Regions from separate parts of the Mus musculus genome. Here all the other regions are linked to region 1. A link is a contact called in public HiChIP or PLAC-seq data. All regions are on one chromosome and are shown on one strand. Each heading gives the region's core, a stretch centred on a gene start, on an enhancer-like site or on the middle of the called end of the contact. The rest is flanking DNA. Distances are from core to core; before and after follow the strand shown.

Region 1 (2,700 bases), core at 178-2,677:
AGAAAGGGGGAGGGGGAAGGGGGAGGAGGAGGGAGGGGGAGGGGGAAGGAGGGGGATGAGGAGGAGGAGGAAAGAGAAGAGAAGTAGAGGCCGGCCATGAGCATGTGGCAAGATGGAGGAAGGGAGGGGGAAAGCAAAGAGCAAGGGAGCAAGAGAGGAGCAAGAGAACAGGAGAGAGAAACAAGGGCTGGTTTTGATTCTTTAAGCCTCATTTCCTTTCTTTGATGCTCTTCAAGGCAGAGGCACATTTACCTTTGCTCATCCTCTCGTGTGCCTCGTGTACAGGTTTATGCACCACTTCTGGAAGATTAGCTGCCATATTGCATGTGCTGCCATATGCTCCATCTTGCCCACAAAATAGCCCAGCTAATCATCACCAAACGACCCACAAGAACAGGGTCATGATCCTCATTTTACTAATGGAAGAACAACTGCAGTGGGATTGGGTTTTACCCACACTTGTGCAATAACTAATGGAGCTCAGCCTTGCCTTCAGGTCTGTTAGACTCTTCAGGAGAGTTGGAATTTTATGAGTTGTTTTACTTGTATTCCTCACCTACCAGCACTAGGTGGGAGTGACTTTAAAACTCAGTCTGTGCTTTGTTCTCCTTGTATTACCAATACCCAATGGTGTCAGGCGAAAAGGAGGTTCTGGAGTCTGTTGAATGGCTCAAGGATTAGTGGTGGCCATTAAGAATGCTGACAACAAATGGCATCAGAAACACTGAGCAGGGGAGCCAGTGTGCTTTCAGCATGGATGTAGCAGTTCTGGGAATCTTCTGGAAGAATTAGCCTGCATGGTAAGCTGTTTGGGGGCAGTTTGGTCTGAATGAGCAGAAATCACAATAAGGAGAGGATGAAGCCATTGACAGGCATCTGATGGTCTTGTTTAATAGGGAATTGGAGGTGATGCACCAAAGGTCTCATAGCTGAGAACTCTTCCTGCTTCAGGTCACCGCCTTTCTTTCATGCAGACATTGCCCCATCACCTCCTTGCAACAGTCGATTTTCTTGGCTCACAGGTATGTCTAGGAAACCTGAAGCTCTAGTTAGAAATGCTGATACCCAGTTCTGTTGCCCCTCTGGGAACATCCCACCAACCCTGTGTGAGCCATCAACAACCATGTCTCTTTTTCTTTAAGCACAATTTCTTCTTTTTAAGAGAGTGAAAGTAAATAAATTACAGTGTACGTTTGGGGAATGTTAATTGGCTTCATGATCTTGGGTAAACTGCTTAACTTCATTGGTCATCAGAATATTGTTCTGCTAAATGGAAGTGCTGGACATAATAGCTACCCCTCAATGCCGTTCTTATCTGATGGGAACATGAACACTTCATTTCTCAGTCTCTCCAGCAGACTGTGGCTGTGTGACTAATTTGGGCCATTGTGCTTTTCGCTCAGCAGGTGAGTCATGTGGCAGTCCTGAGAACCCTCAAGAAGACTCAGACCCCACGCAATATTTACATCCCAAGGCAAGAATGTTCAGGGTTCCATCTTGGGTAATGACATGGTGGCTGAAGGCACTGGGTAACACGGATCCAAATACCCTGTTAGGATGAAATGACATTATGTCTTATTTACAGTTTTTATTACTTGGAGCTTATCCTCTTTCTAATGTATTAGCTATTTCCTAAATGTGTTTAGTGATAACACAATCTGAACCTATTATGTAAAAGAGATTCCCAGGCCTCACCCTAAAAAATTCCTAGTAAGTAGGTTGAAGGTGGGGTGCAGGACCTGTATCTTTAACAAGTACCCAGAGGGTGATTTTTGTGACTATGCAAGTTGGAGAAACACCAAGCCAGATAACATCAGATGCCCTCCACCTTCTGAAGCAGGAAGGTGTCACGTCTTTTTATTTGGGTGTGTGTGTTTATGCTTTTGTGGCTTGCTTACTTTTAAAATCCCTCCCAACCCACACAGCAACAATATATAAAGTGCTAGGATATGGGGATGGAGAAAATTTTGGACTATCTGCCTGCTGAAGTTCTGGTGACAAATTAAGTCTGGAACTCAAGTCAAACAGCCAAGGAGAAGATGAAGAATCCCATACATCAATAAGCCTTGGTGAATAACTAAGTTTGGATGTGAAGAAGATGCAAGTAATTGCCAGGTCTCTGTGGTTTAGGCAGAGAGATAGAGGGGTGAACTTTTCAAGCAGTGTATATGGTCAGGAGAAATGTGTAGGTAAGATGTAGGTACAGGCTAAGAACGCACTGTTTTGAGATGACCATGGCAAAGTTGTCTGGATCAGAGATCAGTTTTTAAGCTGCAGATCCCTATGTTATGTCTGATTTGTGGGTGATGTCAGATGATAGTAGACTAAGGAAACACTTTGGGCAGAGTGTTATCCACTTACAATTTCCAGTAAATGTTAGGTTATTGGGACTAATTTACCTTAGGAACATTTTGAGATAATAATATAGTTACATTTTCCCCCTTCCCTTTTCTTCATCCAAATCGTACTACAACCCCTTCTGCTCCTTCAGACGTATGGCCTCTTTTTACACCTTTCCCAATCTTAGCATGGGACATCCTTAGCATGTCCATTGTTGTCAACCTTGTTCAGCTCATATTTCTATGGTCATGTTGGTGGGCCTTTACAGATATAGTTTCTGATGTTACTAGGAGACCCAATTGAGTTGCCATTTTTTGTGTGTGTGATTATTCTTTTTTCCTATCAAGAAGACTGATGAAG
Region 2 (2,700 bases), core at 66-2,565, 330 kb after region 1:
CTTTGTCCATCCTTGTTCATTTCACATTGGACAGTCAGGTTGGTTAGATCTTTTGAGTGTAGCTTCTGATGTTGCTAGGAGATAGCACCTCACAGCCAATAAGGGAGTGATTCCAGTTCAGATGTGGGGAGCAAACTCAGAAAGCAAAGCAGGGGACATAGAGAACAGTTACACACAAAGGACGAATGTCCTGACACAGGAAGTGGCACAGTAGAAATAGTACGAGTGAAAAAAATGTCTCTTCAAAAAGACTGTTAAATAAAATTAATGATGGTGATCTGGCTGGAAGGAGACAATGCTGTTCTACAAGAGAAGAATGGAACCTCTTTCATTTAAGCACTGCCTGCCTATGTTTCTGAGTGCCATCTGATACACTACCAGTGTGAAATGGTTCCAAAGAGCAACCACCAAATCTATTCAGGACATTGATAGATTAATAGATTAATAGAAACTATCTAAGATATTACATAAAAGTTTTTCATATTCTGAGATGCAGAAATTATTAGGAGTAAAGATGGCCTGCATGCTTTTTTTTTTAATCTGACCACAAAGCAGTTAATGTGTGGTTAGCTCTGAGGTCTCACATCTGAGCTATTGTTGAGACAAGTTAATTTCTCCTGTTTCTAGAACATTCCTGTAAGTTCTTCTTCAGTCTCAAATACAGGGCAAAATGAAAGCCAAACAAAACAACAAACAAACAACAACAAAACCAAAAACCTAAAACAAAGAAAATCAGTTTCTCGTCTTGAAGAAGAAGCCAGCACTGAACTCTACAGGGTTCAGTGAATCTATGTGTATCAGACACAGCTGAACATAAATTATCTATTAACTTTTGATATAATCCTGATTTTTCCAACGGTGTGATAACTCACAGCAGTCCTCTACTACATTGCCAGAATCACACAGCCAATAAACATCAGAACAGGATATAACCCCAGCCCATCTATCTGAGCCACCCATGCATTTAAAGAGCCTGCCTCATCATGTCCTAACACAGGACAAGCATGCTGCCTCTTCTGTATGTCCTTTTTCCATGTCCCACCTTCACATTCAGTGCTGGCCCAGAACTTGTGGTATTACATTAAGATACGGCCAGGAAGGGTCATAGGTGAGAGAAGAGCAATCCCACACCTACCCGTTTCTACAGCTGCACTGTTTCTTCCTTCAGATGAAGTTCGTGCTGTTATATAAAAGGAATGTTACCCAAATGCCTCCAGCATGAGTTTCCTTTTAAAGGAGAAATAGAAGAATGAGGCGTTTGGTTTTCCTTTGTTTGCCTGTAGCACCTATGTTAAGAATTTGTCCTTAAACCATGACTCACTCATTCTTGGAGCGAAGTACAAGGAAGTGAACAGATATAATACTTCTGTGAGATGTGGGCTTGAGCTTGTGTGGGAAAGATTGAACTGGGACCGTTAAGGCAACGTTTCATTCAAAACCCACCAATCCACCCCACCCTGCCCCTTCCCCAACAGTTCCCAACATGACTGTTGTTCCAGAAGGCCCATTTTCGGTCTTGCATGACTATCAAATATTCAGACAAGTGATATCTAGTTCCTTTGTATGTGGTTGCTTGCTGGATTGTTAAGGTTTATAATTATTAACTGAATCATTGGCTAGTTGTTCAGTAGGCAGTTGGATTGGGAATAGTTATTTACAGAACAAAAGCAGATGGCAGGACAAGTAGTTTAGATAGAGTGCAGGGTATATAAGCTTGAAAAGTATTGAGTTTTTGCAGATGGCATGGCATTAAGCTTTCAACTTAACCCACTGCATTTTAATTCCCTCGCTCTATAAGTGCATATGCTACCGGTAGAAAAGATCCTGTTAGAATACCAAGATCCCAGTTCTCAGTATATCAAGAACCATTCTAGAAAGTGACCCATTTGGGCAACTCCTAGCCCCCGACCTCTTCATCGCCAGCAATGTGGCTGCCTAGAAACTTCTCAGTGTAATTCACTGGCAACAGGGAGTTCCATGAATACCAGTGAGTCATCCTGCTGGCTACTGTGATCCACAAGTGGGATGCCTAGGTGCTCAGGATGTTTGCTTTGGAAGGAACTCACCCAAAGAATTTCTTTCCTTTGCATGAGACAATGAAGAGTGGGAAGTCACTCTGGGTGTGATTGTTTATCTCTCTTCTTTTATATCCATTGTTTAATTCCTGTGAAAATGCAAGTCCTGAAGCAATGAAAATTTAAGAATTTAGGAGGACCCTATAGAGAACAAAAATTTCAGTTGCCTGTGCTTATCCACTCATGAGGTCCTAATGTTCATTAAAAAACAAAAAAACAAACAAAAAAAAAACAAAGAAAGAAAGAAAAGAGAAGAGAAGAGAAAAGAAGAGAAGAGAAGAAAAGAAAAAGGCATCCTGAACTTCCTGCAAATTCTTGGCTTACACTGGAAATCAGTGTTATCACCCAATAGTGCCTGGTTATCAAAATGATACAACCCATGAATACTTCAATACCCTCCTGATTTCTGAATCAAGACTCAACAATACCACTCCCACTTGCACCACCGTCACGACCACCATCAGTACTACCACCACAAAAACCTATCACCAAGTAACATGTAAGTACCAAGTAACACAATAGCCAAAGGGAAATAGTTCAGACACAATTCTTTTATGTAGCAAAATGATTGGTGTGTCTTACTCTGTGGCTCAAGACTATCAGGGAAGTAAACTAATACTGATGT
Region 3 (2,700 bases), core at 48-2,547, 470 kb after region 1:
AACTACTGAGAAATCAGAGACAGCACAATGTCACTAAGTTACTGTTAGGGTATGGATATCTTAGCCTCTTAATAAAACACTAAACCTCTTTCCTTTTTAAATAAAACGTTCTCATGTATTTCAGACTGGCCTCTACTTCTAATCTATCTCCACTTCCTGAGTGCTGAGATTATTGGTGCATGCCAGAATGTCTGTTTTTATGTGGTGTTAGGTATGGAACGCAGGGCATCATACATGTTATGCAAACACTCTACAGACCACATTACATATCTAGCAAGATTAAGTTTTCTAAGGATGTCGTGGGACATTTTTCTTTATTCATGCAGAGGTATATGAACTATCTTTACAGTAACATATTGGTCATCAGGAAGTTTCCGATAGGGTGGCAGAAAAAGGAAATTGGTGGGTTAAAGAATAAACCACCAACAAAAGAGTACACATGGGGGAACTCATGGCTCCAGATGCATATGTAGCAGAGGATGGCCTAGTCGGTTATCAATAGGAGGAGAAGCCCTTGGTCCCATGAAGGCTCTATGCCCCAGTGTAGGGAAATGCCAGGGCCAGGAAGCAGGAGTGGGTGGGTTGGTGAACAGGGGGAGGGGATAGGGTTTTTTTTGGAGGGGAAACTAGGGAAGGGAATAACATTTGAAATGTAAATAAAGAAAATACCTAATTAAAAAACAGCAAAAAAAAAAAAGAATTGTTAAGAAAAACAAATAAGAATGTTGTTAAAATTGAATATTCTTTTTCTTTTATGTGTGGGTACCCATACATGAGACTTTACAGGGTGCACATCCATGACAGATCCCAAGTCCAGACTGTCATGGCAAAAAGTTAATGATGAACTGAAGGAAAACTCTGGGATTAGAGGAAGAAGATGTGGCCCTAAATTTTGCACAGATCTTTAGAAACTGTATCCAAATTGAGTGACTTTATTTTCTGGCCTTCATTAGATTGTCATGATGAAAACAGGTTTTGGAAGTAATGTCTCTAGTAGAGGCTGTCCCTCTCATGACCTTTCTTACACAAAAGTTTTCACGATAGCTTTTAACCAGTGTTGCCTTTCCCCTCCTTCTCTGTCTATTCTTCTGTTGCTTTAGTGATTCTAGTAAGCTGAGTTTTCTTCCCCTCACCCCAAATCATCCTGACTACTTGAGGACATTTCTTCTCCTTATGCTGAAAATCCCCAAGAAGTAAATGGAGGGTCTTACCAGCAAGATTTACATAGTGTTACTTGGTTTCTGCCTTGGGAGCTAATGTGACAGGAAGTGTTTGAATGAGCTGTGCTGTCCTTACAGAGGCTCAGACTGGATCCAAGAAGAAAAAAAAAATGTGGTCAAACTAAACAAACAAACGGCTCACTGGAGAATGGGAAAGAAAAAAAAAAAGAAAGAACTGGCCGCTTGTTCTTTTTCTAGCTAATGAATTGAATTGATGCAGGAACTTCATCGTGTTCTCAGGGAAATCCTGTTGGCTGGGTCTCACTCCTCAGAACTACTAAATTTAGGTCACAGCTCAGTGGAGAACAATTACAGATCCTTAATAAAAGATAATTTACCCAGTGACAGCCAGCAAGACAGCTGGGCAGGCGTTCTTATTTTCTTGCTAATGTTGTGGGGGCTGGGGACCCTGTGTCGGGCTACGTGTTGACAGAAGGTTATGTTCTGACCTTGCACATCCGTTGGCTCATCTGCAGTGTGGTGTATGCCACCCCAAGTGATCCGAATGACTGAAAGCTACCCTGTATGGTTTTCTCTTCTCTTAGCCCCCTCCCCCCTTTAGTTTTTAATTTAGTTTTATAGTTTATAATCAGAGTCTCATGTAGACCAGGTTGGCCTTAAATCTTCTCTGTATCCCTGAAAATCTGATCTTGCCTTTACTCCCCAAGTTCTGAGATTTTAGGTGGGTACCTCCACGGCCAGTGTATGCACTGCTAGAAATCAAGCCAGAGAGCTTCGTGCAACATTGAGTTTTCTGCATCATGCTACAGTGAAAAGAAGCTGAGAAAGGACAGTTATATAGTGCAGGAAGAAGGAAGTAAGAAGGCATATTGTGCCTGCTTTTGAGTTCCTGGCACTTACCCGCCTAGCTTTCCTTCCATGTACTGCCTCTGCTCTTAAACCATGCTGGGTCTCCCGAAGGCGTTCACATCCTTCACTGTCTATGTCCTTGTTAACTCTTCTCCCTAATCTCTCCCCCCTTTGAATAGTCCATTGCTGATTTAAAACTTAGGCTATTTGTAATCTTTTTTTTTTTTTTTTTGAAACTTTCCTGTCACTCTTCAAGACATGATGTGACATCTTCATGTGCCTTGCCTTGATGTTCTTCATTAGAATGCTACCGGTCAAGTACAGACTATGCCATCATATTTTTGGTGTCTAGGATCATAAAACATCATGTTCTTGGTGTCTCGGTATAACACACTGCATTGAAGTCTCAGTCCTAATGACGTCTTGTTCCTGAACACAATAGGCATTCCCACGTGATACTCTCCCAATGTTAGCTGAATGCTTCTCTTTTCTGAGAGTTCTCTAGGAATTGTGTGCAATGGATTTTGACCATTATCATGTTCATACTGTGATCTCATTCCAGATGTATTCCCCAGTCCCTACCCACCCAACACTGTATTTGTCTTTTGAAAAACTGAAGTCTGTATATTGTGCTGCACATATATTCCTGGGCATGTGGCCTTACTCTGGA

The links. HiChIP or PLAC-seq counts read pairs in DNA pulled down with a chosen protein or histone mark.
Region 2: a contact with region 1 is called in a FOXA1 HiChIP or PLAC-seq map of pancreatic cancer cells. The contact joins two enhancer-like sites. A contact is called at or near these places in 1 of 484 Hi-C or Micro-C datasets (uterus) and 2 of 115 datasets of contacts at active chromatin or transcription factors (CD8 T cells and pancreatic cancer cells).
Region 3: an HNF4G HiChIP or PLAC-seq map of pancreatic cancer cells shows a contact between it and region 1. The contact joins two enhancer-like sites. A contact is called at or near these places in 1 of 484 Hi-C or Micro-C datasets (CD4 T cells), 1 of 115 datasets of contacts at active chromatin or transcription factors (pancreatic cancer cells) and 1 of 9 other capture datasets (embryonic stem cells).

What each region holds. Positions count from the first base shown.
Region 1 is chr15:61,863,453-61,866,152 of GRCm38.p6, reverse strand. No RefSeq gene overlaps it. Among named protein-coding and RNA genes, the nearest start is that of D030024E09Rik, 90 kb to the right of the region's middle. Within about 2 kb of position 1,427, at least 13 of the 459 cell types and tissues checked have an H3K27ac peak or open chromatin away from gene starts, as enhancers often do. A contact at or near this core is called in pancreatic cancer cells, where this site is marked.
Region 2 is chr15:61,531,551-61,534,250 of GRCm38.p6, reverse strand. No RefSeq gene overlaps it. Among named protein-coding and RNA genes, the nearest start is that of Gm24696, 170 kb to the right of the region's middle. Within about 2 kb of position 1,315, at least 64 of the 459 cell types and tissues checked have an H3K27ac peak or open chromatin away from gene starts, as enhancers often do. A contact at or near this core is called in pancreatic cancer cells, where this site is marked.
Region 3 is chr15:61,394,333-61,397,032 of GRCm38.p6, reverse strand. No RefSeq gene overlaps it. Among named protein-coding and RNA genes, the nearest start is that of Gm24696, 38 kb to the right of the region's middle. Within about 2 kb of position 1,297, at least 51 of the 459 cell types and tissues checked have an H3K27ac peak or open chromatin away from gene starts, as enhancers often do. A contact at or near this core is called in pancreatic cancer cells, where this site is marked.